2 separate regions of the Mus musculus genome follow, and region 2 is linked to region 1. A link is a contact called in public HiChIP or PLAC-seq data. All regions are on one chromosome and are shown on one strand. The core of a region is the stretch at or near the end of the contact, and the rest is flanking DNA. Distances in the headings are between cores, read along the strand shown. Region 1 overlaps Zbtb20 (zinc finger and BTB domain containing 20). Region 2 overlaps Drd3 (dopamine receptor D3).

Evidence for each region. HiChIP or PLAC-seq counts read pairs in DNA pulled down with a chosen protein or histone mark.
Region 2: a contact with region 1 is called in an H3K27ac HiChIP or PLAC-seq map of heart atrium, with 8 read pairs. The contact joins two enhancer-like sites. A contact is called at or near these places in 4 of 39 promoter capture datasets (the 3T3-L1 cell line, liver, maxillary cranial neural crest and 1 more), 1 of 484 Hi-C or Micro-C datasets (nephron progenitors), 2 of 115 datasets of contacts at active chromatin or transcription factors (embryonic stem cells and heart atrium) and 1 of 9 other capture datasets (adipose tissue).

The regions. Positions count from the first base shown.
Region 1 is chr16:43,613,814-43,618,424 of GRCm38.p6, reverse strand. It overlaps Zbtb20 (zinc finger and BTB domain containing 20), which reads right to left. Exons shown (of 11, transcript NM_001285805.1): 11 at 1-102. Among named protein-coding and RNA genes, the nearest start is that of Mir568, 25 kb to the left of the region's middle. Within about 2 kb of position 2,759, at least 17 of the 459 cell types and tissues checked have an H3K27ac peak or open chromatin away from gene starts, as enhancers often do. A contact at or near this core is called in heart atrium, where this site is marked.
Region 2 is chr16:43,770,108-43,774,718 of GRCm38.p6, reverse strand. All of the region lies in intron 1 of Drd3 (dopamine receptor D3), which reads right to left. Among named protein-coding and RNA genes, the nearest start is that of Drd3, 10 kb to the right of the region's middle. Within about 2 kb of position 2,113, at least 14 of the 459 cell types and tissues checked have an H3K27ac peak or open chromatin away from gene starts, as enhancers often do. A contact at or near this core is called in heart atrium, where this site is marked.

The DNA.
Region 1 (4,611 bases), core at 1,510-4,009:
ACTGGTACGCTCTCACGCCGGTGTGCGTCACCATGTGCTTGATAAGGTAATCCTTCAAGGAGAAGGAGCGCCAGCAGATGCTGCACTGGTGGGGCTTCTCACCTGGTGAGGCGGGAGGAGACAGCAAGCAGGACAGAACAAGACACAGCCAGAGTGGGAGAATGAGAGACAGGAAAACAAGACAACAGCAAAGAAAAACAAAAAGTTAAAAAAAAAAAAAGTAAAAATTGATTGCTTTATGGATCATCCTTGATTGGAAAGATCTAGGCCTCTCTGGCCTCCTTTTCAGAGCAAGCTTGTTTTAAGAAAGCCAGGAGAGTCTAGAGCTTTCCATTTCCCCATGACCAGAAACTGCTCTCGTGTTAAGTATGAACACGGATCCACCCAACTCTTCAAAGGTCATTTGGAAGAAAACCCAAGAAGGTGCTTTGTAGGCGCCATCCTCAGGACCATTATTGAAGATATACACATTTCCAGGTAATATTATCAAACAAATATAAGAGCTAAATATATAGCTTTTGCTATAGGGAAGGGCTTGCTATAATCATTGTGAAGTGAGAATATTGGCTTTATAAGTTGATTCTTTTCAGAAAGTCTCCATTTCCACTACTCGGCCTAATAAATGCACACATTATTGCTGATAGAAGTTTTCCTGAGAATGAACTGGCTATTCTGTGTTGATTGCACTGTCCTGCAGGTTGACCTTGCTGGCTGTGACAGCTGAATGGATGGTGGACAACCATTGCGTCTTGAGCCTTGTTCAAGCATAGACACCAACACCCTGTGCGCCATCATAACAAATCACCAAGAACCTCTGAGGTACACCGTCCTGCTTACCTCCCTGTGATGGTGTTGACATGAAATACACATGGAATCACTTTGTAGACCACCAAGGGCGGTGTGGGAATATTTGCATGGCATTCTTATTACAAGGCTACATCCTCCCCCCATTAAACGGTTCCATATGCTTTTTGAACTTTTAGGTTAATTTCTAAAATAGTTTTTTCTGTTTTTTTTTTTTTTTCTTAGCCAGCTGGCACGGCCCTTTTTTCTTGTGTGTTTATTGCTTTGTCTGCCATTGGCTCTGAAACCAAATCATCTAGCTAGTTAAAAATAGTAAGGTAAGACTAGTCAGTGGATGGCGACATGGGGACCCCTAAAAGTACATGGGTCTGGGACATCACTTTGGATAATTGTTTAAAAGACTTGCTTTTTTAAATTATTAATATTGATTCTCAACACTTGCTCTTTTCTGATTTTGACAGATGACAAAACCTCTCTAAAGTGTATGCTCTACCTCTTCCATCTCATTACTGACAGGCCAAAGTAGACATCTGCCTCAGGGTGCCTAAAGCCCCAAGCCCGAGACCCTATCAGAGAATGTGTAGCAGGCCAAGGGATCTACTCCTTAAACTTGAGTCAACTTCCATTTAACTAAGGGCCTTGACTGTGGCTCTCATTTTTCCATTCTGAAGACGCTGCTGTATCATGTATCATAGCAAGAAAACGAACACCCACACACTGAATGTTTACTATGCCAGATTCTGGATCGAATGCCTCATATTTATGTTTCATCGTATGGAACTCTCTCTAATTAGACAATTTTCTTGGTATTTCTAACATAAGGGATCTTGAATGAAAGCATTCTTATGGGGAAGTATGAAGTGCAGGATCCTAGGGCTAAAAGAGAGTTTAATTTTTAGATTGAAAAAGGAGAATCTGGGGAAGGCTTATTGCTAAAGAGCTCGGCCTATACACAGTGTTTACATTTGTAAAGTTTCTGTAAATGAGAGATTCCCTTGGAGACAAGCATGTATGTTATTTTTAGTTGAGGCACTGCCATCAGCTGTAAACATGCTTGCAGCTCAGCTGGTCTTTGCTGTCCTTGTGTCCTCAGTATAATTTACAGTGGCTACGAGAGGCTGGCCAACTATCTCTTAAAACATGCCCACTGTCATCTTTCATGGGAAGCATGCGTGCCTTAAACTGCAGACAGTATTTTGGCCTGTTAGGAAGGTGAAACTGTTAAATGCTCTTGCTGTTTGAACGTTCACCTTCTGACTGCTTTTCCTCCAGGCAAGGTCACCAATCAAGGCTCTTTGCTTTCACACCCTTCTAATCCCACCACAAATCGATTCTTCACAGTTGTCATCTTCTCGGTCGCATATATGCGTTGGTTGTTTGTATGCACGTAGTACAGTTATGTCAGTAATTATCTGTGTGACCCTGGACTTCTTAAATGTTTCTATCTCTCTGGGTTTGATTTGCCTTCTGTAAGTGATAAATTGGATCAAGCACTTGCTATGGCTCTGGGATTTACTGGTGTTCATCTCAGGGTGGTCAACAACCCCTGAGATCTCTAGTCCTGGCCTTGCCAGCAAATGGCCTGAGGGCAACCTGCTTAATCACTCAATGCTTGGGCAGTCCCACACTTTTAAATAGGACAAAGTACCCAGCTGTCTGCCCTACCACAGCAAAATGGAGTGGTTGTTAATGAGCAAAGTGTGCACAAGGCACCTAGGCGCTGGTCAGAGGAAGGTGCTCTCTATAATTACTGCAGTTCTGGAATGGTGGCGCTGAGCATTTCAGGGACTGCCTGAATGACCTGGGTCTATTTTCATATCAGTCATTTGCCCACACTTGCCGGCCGTATATGGAAAGATTTGAAACAACATCAATCAGCAGGAATCATATAACATTTCCTATCCACTGACTCCCCTACATATTACTTAGAGGAAACCTTAAAGGAAATGGGGCACTGTTCATGAAATGAGTGGTCTGTAGACTGTCACTCTGCAGGTGGAGAAATCTGAGGTTAAGATGATAAACGGTCTCAGATGGCTTTCTGGGTTGGAGCCTAAGGTCATGTCCACAAGTTTGGGTTGTTAGGAAGCGTCACAAAATGCAAAGAGGATTTGTGAACCATAACATAAAGGGCAGTGGGCACAAGGAGCCCCTTCACTTTAAAGTGATCCGTTCTGGGGAAGGAGTCCGCTATGAATTCCATTTCTTGGCTGAGTGATTTGGACATGTTATCAAAGCTTTCTAAGCCTTGGTCTCCTTATCTAGAACTTGGTAATGGTTCAAAAAGTACACATGTGTGAACTTGTTTTGAAAATTAATGAGACGGTACCTAGCACTGAGTATTGGTCATTTTAAGGAAAACTAAACTGTTGTATCCAGCCTGCAGGAACTGAGGATAAAGTAAACCATCTGAGAAATCACTACACTGCATCAGAAAGCAGATCCTGAGTTAAACAGAAGCCAAACCAAAGCAGCAAAACCAATGTTTCAGCCGATCCCTAAAGCAGGCTGTTTTACTGACACTAGTAAACAAAGGTGACACGTGTGGTCTACTCTTAGTTACACATGCCAAGGCAGGGTAATACCTACCCTTTTCTTTGGGTGAGCATGGTAGGGGGGGGTTGGGGGTAGGGGTGGGGTGTCAGAAAACCAAAACCAAAACAGGATGCTTGGTGAGTATTAAAAAAACAAAAAAACAAAAAAACCAAGGAAGTCAGAGGAAGGGAAAGAGAGGTTTCTGAGTGGGAAAAAATGAAGACTGGACCAGAAAACAGGAAAAGGCTTGGTATGAACAGCAGGAATGTAGTTGATCCAATGGCTGCACAGTTACTCTTGGTGTCTGTGAAGAGGGCATGGAGCAGGAGGCCATGGATGGCATGCTGTGATGACCTTTCTGCCTATTCCCTGCTGACTGTCTAGGAGGGACTGCCACCTGGGGACATATACATTAACACGGCTGTGGCTCATGGACGACTCAGATATGTCAGTGAAAAGCAGAATTTTAAATACCTAGGGGAACAGTTTGCTTTATTATCTGACTTCTTACAGCATTGTGAGTGGAGTGGATTTTAACACTCCAGGAAATGGTATCTCCTGTTCCTTTGTGCTGATTCCTTCAAGACCCCAACAAATGGCAGCCAAGAGTAAGATAAGCTCCCAAGCCTGCTAACTCTCCTGCTACCATCAACAGGTCCTGGATCATGCTGGAAAATGCATGGGGTTTCTGTAATATATATTCCTAGGTGTTAATGATAGTTATAGCATTTATGGTCAAATGCTTCTGTTTCTATTCCTCAGTCCTCGGTTAACTTATTATTAAGACCTCCAAAAACTGTGATTCCACTTCAGCCTAGCACTTAAAGTCACTTAGTTACAAAGAGGTGAAACTGAGGCCTTCCTCCTCTGAACATATATTCACCACCGTGAGAGGTTTAACAGTTCAACTCCTATGTGGATGGTAATAGCATTGTCCTGTGTCTCTCTTAGTAGCCTACTGCTAACACTGACATGCCACAGCCATTACTCTTTCCCATTGAATTTATGGCTGAAAAAGCTGAGTTTCCAAAGAAACAAGCAGAATTATCTTCCGTGCAAAGGATATCAATGGGCTGAAAAACATCACCAACGGATGGGCTGTTGATCATATGATTCAGAAAAAAGCCAAAGAACTATCATTTGTTGGTGAAAAGCCACAAGTGGGAATATAGATACTGCACAATATATTCTAAAGCTCTTTTTCTAAAAGAAAGAAATCTAAAAGTCGTGCAGAGAAAAGGATGCATTTATGTATAAGTTCCTTGAATTAAG
Region 2 (4,611 bases), core at 864-3,363, 160 kb before region 1:
TTACAATTGCTTACAGGAGTGTAGGCAAGGGGTTATTTACAGAAACATGGGCACTTTATCAATGGCTAAGTCACTGAAGGAAATGTCTTACCCCCAGCAATCATTATCTATAATCCCTCAGAAGGGTGGGTCACTTTCTCTATTTCTCTATGGTTTCTTATTTTTGAATATTTTCTCCTGTCCAAACTGGGACCCAAATCCTCTGACTCCAGCACAGGTACTCCTCCAGCAATGAAGGGATTAATTCTCAATAAACCTAACAGAAAGTGTTATAAGTGGAAAATGCACTTAATGCATCCAGCCTGCCCAAAGCATAGCTCAGCAGCACATAGCCATGGCAGTATTGATTTCCTCTTGGGGTCATGAGACTGAATGGGAGCTGTGACTCCTGATGCTTCTCAGCACACTTGGGATATTGTGCTGTGTACAGCTAGCCTGGGAGAAGATCAGAATTCAAAATTTGAGATGTGGTTCCTATTGAATGTGTATTACTTTCATACCATCATAACGATGAAAAAAACATTATAAGTTGGACCATTGGTAATGGGGACTGTTTATATTTCAAATATTCTCCTGCATTCTTTCTTCCCTTCTGAATCCTTATATAACTGCCTAGAGTATCACAAAAAGTGCTTAACCAAGTGGAACCAAGGAGGATCTGTGTGCTTGAAGAGAGAGCTCCAGCCTGCAGTACTGTAAAGCCCGGAAATTAGAAACTGAAGAGCTAATCTGAGAGAACTTCACAGCACTACCTAGAAAAGAGTCTCCCCGAGAACGATGAGCACTGAATTAAAGAGCTAAACTAGGGGCCCTCTGAAATACAACTTGTAAGGCAGCCCATATACTTTTTGTCCTATGACAAAGACAGAGGTAGTTCTGTGACTGGCCCCTGTGAGTTTTCTGTTACACACTTCCAGAGGGCAGGCTCCTGTGCGTCCTTAGTAAGGAAGGTGACACTTATGACAGCTGACTGTACCTCATGTTGATTGTGCCTTCTCAGCTGTCCCTGCATTCCAGTGGGATCCCTGAGAACCCCGAGCTACTGATGTGTTCCTTGGGAAGGGGCACAATTTTAAACTATGCTAATGCCAGTTCTGATGGGGCGATCGGTCCCAAGAAAGTTCTGTGTTATAAGCCAGTGCAATTGAATGCCTCTGGACACTTCCACAATTTCTCTCTTGTGTAGATGGTAGGATGTGCATATATGAAGCTTATAGCTTATCACTTTGCCTGTGCACGGGGTCTCTATGAAAGAAGGCTGAGCAGAAAGAATGGTGGAGAAATGGAGTTGGAACCCTTATCAAAGTATGCCTTCAGCCTGTGCCACCTTAGGACTGTTAAAAGGGGAGTCAGCTCATTGTGCTTACAATTTAAGCTGAGTTGGACTTATAACTAAAACTGTTTGAGCCGGGCATGGTGGCTCACTTAGGAGGCAGAGGCAGGCAGATTTCTGAGTTCGAGGCCAGCCTGGTCTACAAAGTGAGTTCCAGGACAGCCAGGGCTATACAGAGAAACCCTGTCTCGAAAAACAAAAACAAAAACAAAACAAACAAACAAACAAAATTAAAACTGTTTGAGCGGACAGCCTTACAGATCATACTTTCTAGTCAACAAGGTACCCTTTTAGGTGATGACAAATGAGACTAACTTCAGCCCAGCATGAAAAGTATTGCTATCCCATTTTATCCATGTAATTTCAAGTCTTCATATGCCCTATTTGGAGTCACTATCAAGTGACCCTGCATTGGAATGACACCCATTCCAGTGAATTCCAGTGGAGGTGGTGTTGGGTGACAATTTATTGCCCATTTGACAGCATTTCCTCAGCCTCTGTGTTTTCCTTTTTACCACAACTTAAAATTTAACTTTTTTCTTTTTTGGCCTTTTCCAGCTCTTGACTCAATTCTGGCCAGTTAGACTGAAATTCCTTGGGGAGATGGTTCAAGTTGAGCTGTTTCAGATTTCTCTACCTTCTCCCCTTTCTCCCTCACCCTTTCCCTCCATCTTCCCCCATTTCTCTCTCTGTTCCCTGCCATCCTATATTTGGACACTGATAAGATGCCTGAGGCTTTATCAGCTAGTCTGTCATAGTGTAAGGAAGTAGGTGACTTGCCCAAACAGCCAAGGGAACAGATAGAAGGCTTTGCGCCTGGATATCATAGGGCAGCTGGATAACATCAGCAGACACCTCCCTCCAGAATTCTGGCATGGGACAGAAATAACCTGTTTTGTTTACATCGAAGCGAGTCAGGCTTGCCTGAATATACAACATAATAGTCTCCTCTAACTCACCCATGCTACTATGGGAAGGCCAGTCAATTTTGTTCAGAAAAGATAAATGTATCCAAGTCAGACTATGGATTTTGTGAGTCTTCTGGCTCTCAGATAGTTTTCTTCTCATGTGTGTCCTATCCTCCGAGGGCTCTCAGATCTTTAAGCTGACAGCAGCACCGTACAATATTGTTTCCTCTTAGGTACGAATAATAATTACTAGACCAGCCACTCGAACTGCATCATCTTCAGGACACATTAAGAAGCATGGAGGTTGGCTTTTGTCTTGGACACAATCAAATCTTAGTTGAATCATGGCTGCTTTAAATCTTACCCTCTGCTCTAGCAAGATAAACCCTTGACTACTGGAGAAAGACCCAGATACTGAATTGTATTGACTAGAGGCTAGTCTCTAAAGCCTTGAGGTAACTTGACAAGAACAAAAAGTGTCTTCCAGAGTCAACCCATTTCCCAGTGGGGTATAGCTCTGCTCCTCCATGCATTTAGGTGAATATAGGCTTCATCAACCATGCACCGACTTTCTGAAAACTGTCCTGAACAATGGGGTGCTGTTTTTCATTGTTGTTTTGGGGGATAGTGGATGACTAACAGCTTGATCACATCTATTTTCACTGGACACAACCGCGAGACACAGCTCCAGAGAGTCTGTTAAGGCCTTTGGTCAGGTTTCTGATGGTTTTCTACAAAACTGGTTGCTCTCTTGTGTTCAACAGTAGATTGGGGACATCATTGATATTGGTAACTGTGGTCAGAAGGGGATTGCCATGCTGTTCTAGTGCAGAAAAGTCACAATACTCATGTTCTAAATAAGTACGGACAGAAAGTTTCCATTAGGGTCCAACCAGACTTCCTGAAGCAAACACCAATAGGCAGTTCAACAGAGCCCCTCTTTGGTCAACATCACTTTCCTTGTTGGGAGCCATTTAGGCAACGCTATTGTCCTGATCTCTGAATTGGGCCTCTCCCCCCGAGAAGAAAAGAGGGTCAAAAGCAGGCCACCGACACATGGATTCCGAGAACTACAGGATGTTCCAGCCCTGGGTCATCACCGCTCTCCTGACCACACCCTGACACCACCAAGTTCCTGCTTCCCCGTGTAGCTGTCAAAAGAAAGAATTTCTATTGCCCCTCCTCCCATAAGTACTTCTCCTTTTGCTTGTATTGCCCTGCCCCTCCCACTGATAAGTATCTGTACTTCCCCCTTTGCTTGTGCATTTAAACCTTGGACCTTTCTCAATACATTGGGGTCTTGATACAACTTCAGAACGGTTTCCGTGTCGTTATTCGTACAAGACCCTCGTCTCTCTCTACCCCCCATTTGGTTATTAGGAGGAGGTCCCCTCGAGATCCTCGAATAACTGGACCTGCTGGATGGGTCAAGTGGCGCCCGACGTGGGGCACGAGGTACGACTGCCCTCCGGACAACGGATTAAGGATTAAAGAGGTACCGCGCAGACAGAGAAACAGTGGGACAGTCCACCGACACTTCACTCGAGTGTCGAGTACGGACGTCGGGAGGTAAGCCTAGGCATTCAGTTGTTGTCCCATTAACCATGGGGCATTTAGTGAAGAGATAAAGGGTTCTCTTAAGGAGAGAGGGATAAGAGTTTTAAAAAAAGGGGAATTTAATAATATATTTTTGTTTTGTGGACAAGAGATGTCCATGGCTGGTATTAAATGGTTCTGAAACTTAGAATAAAGTAGGCAAAGAAATCAATAGTTTAATAAAACAAGGAGAAGATGTCCATGAGTCCTTTTTTAGTTATTGGGGAATCATCAGAGATCTCCTTGAGCAGGCAGAAAAGGGCGGAAAAGGTGCTCGCCTCTTAGCCCTTACTGAAGATTTTTTAGAAAACTCCCAATCGCCATCTCGCAAAAGCAAGACTAAGCCGCCTGCGCACAGTATCTCTATTAGAAGGTTTAGCAGAAGGCTACTTGGTACCCAATAAATAAAATAAAGTTATTCAGTCTGTCCTCACTAGAGGCCAATATTTAACTTGAAAGTCAGAGTTTGTGGAAGACAGCCTCCTGGACTGCTGACAAAATCTGTTGTTAAGGCAATTTCGCTGCAGACATAAAACAATTAGGGCTCTCCCCTGGTGTCCTCGCCCAGACGGCACAAGCGGCCCTGAGAGCTTGGCGCACTGTCCCTGCTACAGGGGCACTAACTATGCCCCTAACCAAGATTATACAAGGGCCCCAAGAGTCCTATGCGCAGTTCGTTGCCAGATTGCAGGAAGCAGCTGAGAAAATTTTGGGACCTGAGGGTCTGTTAGTCCGACAACTTGCTCTTGAAAACGCCAATTCAGCATGTAGGGC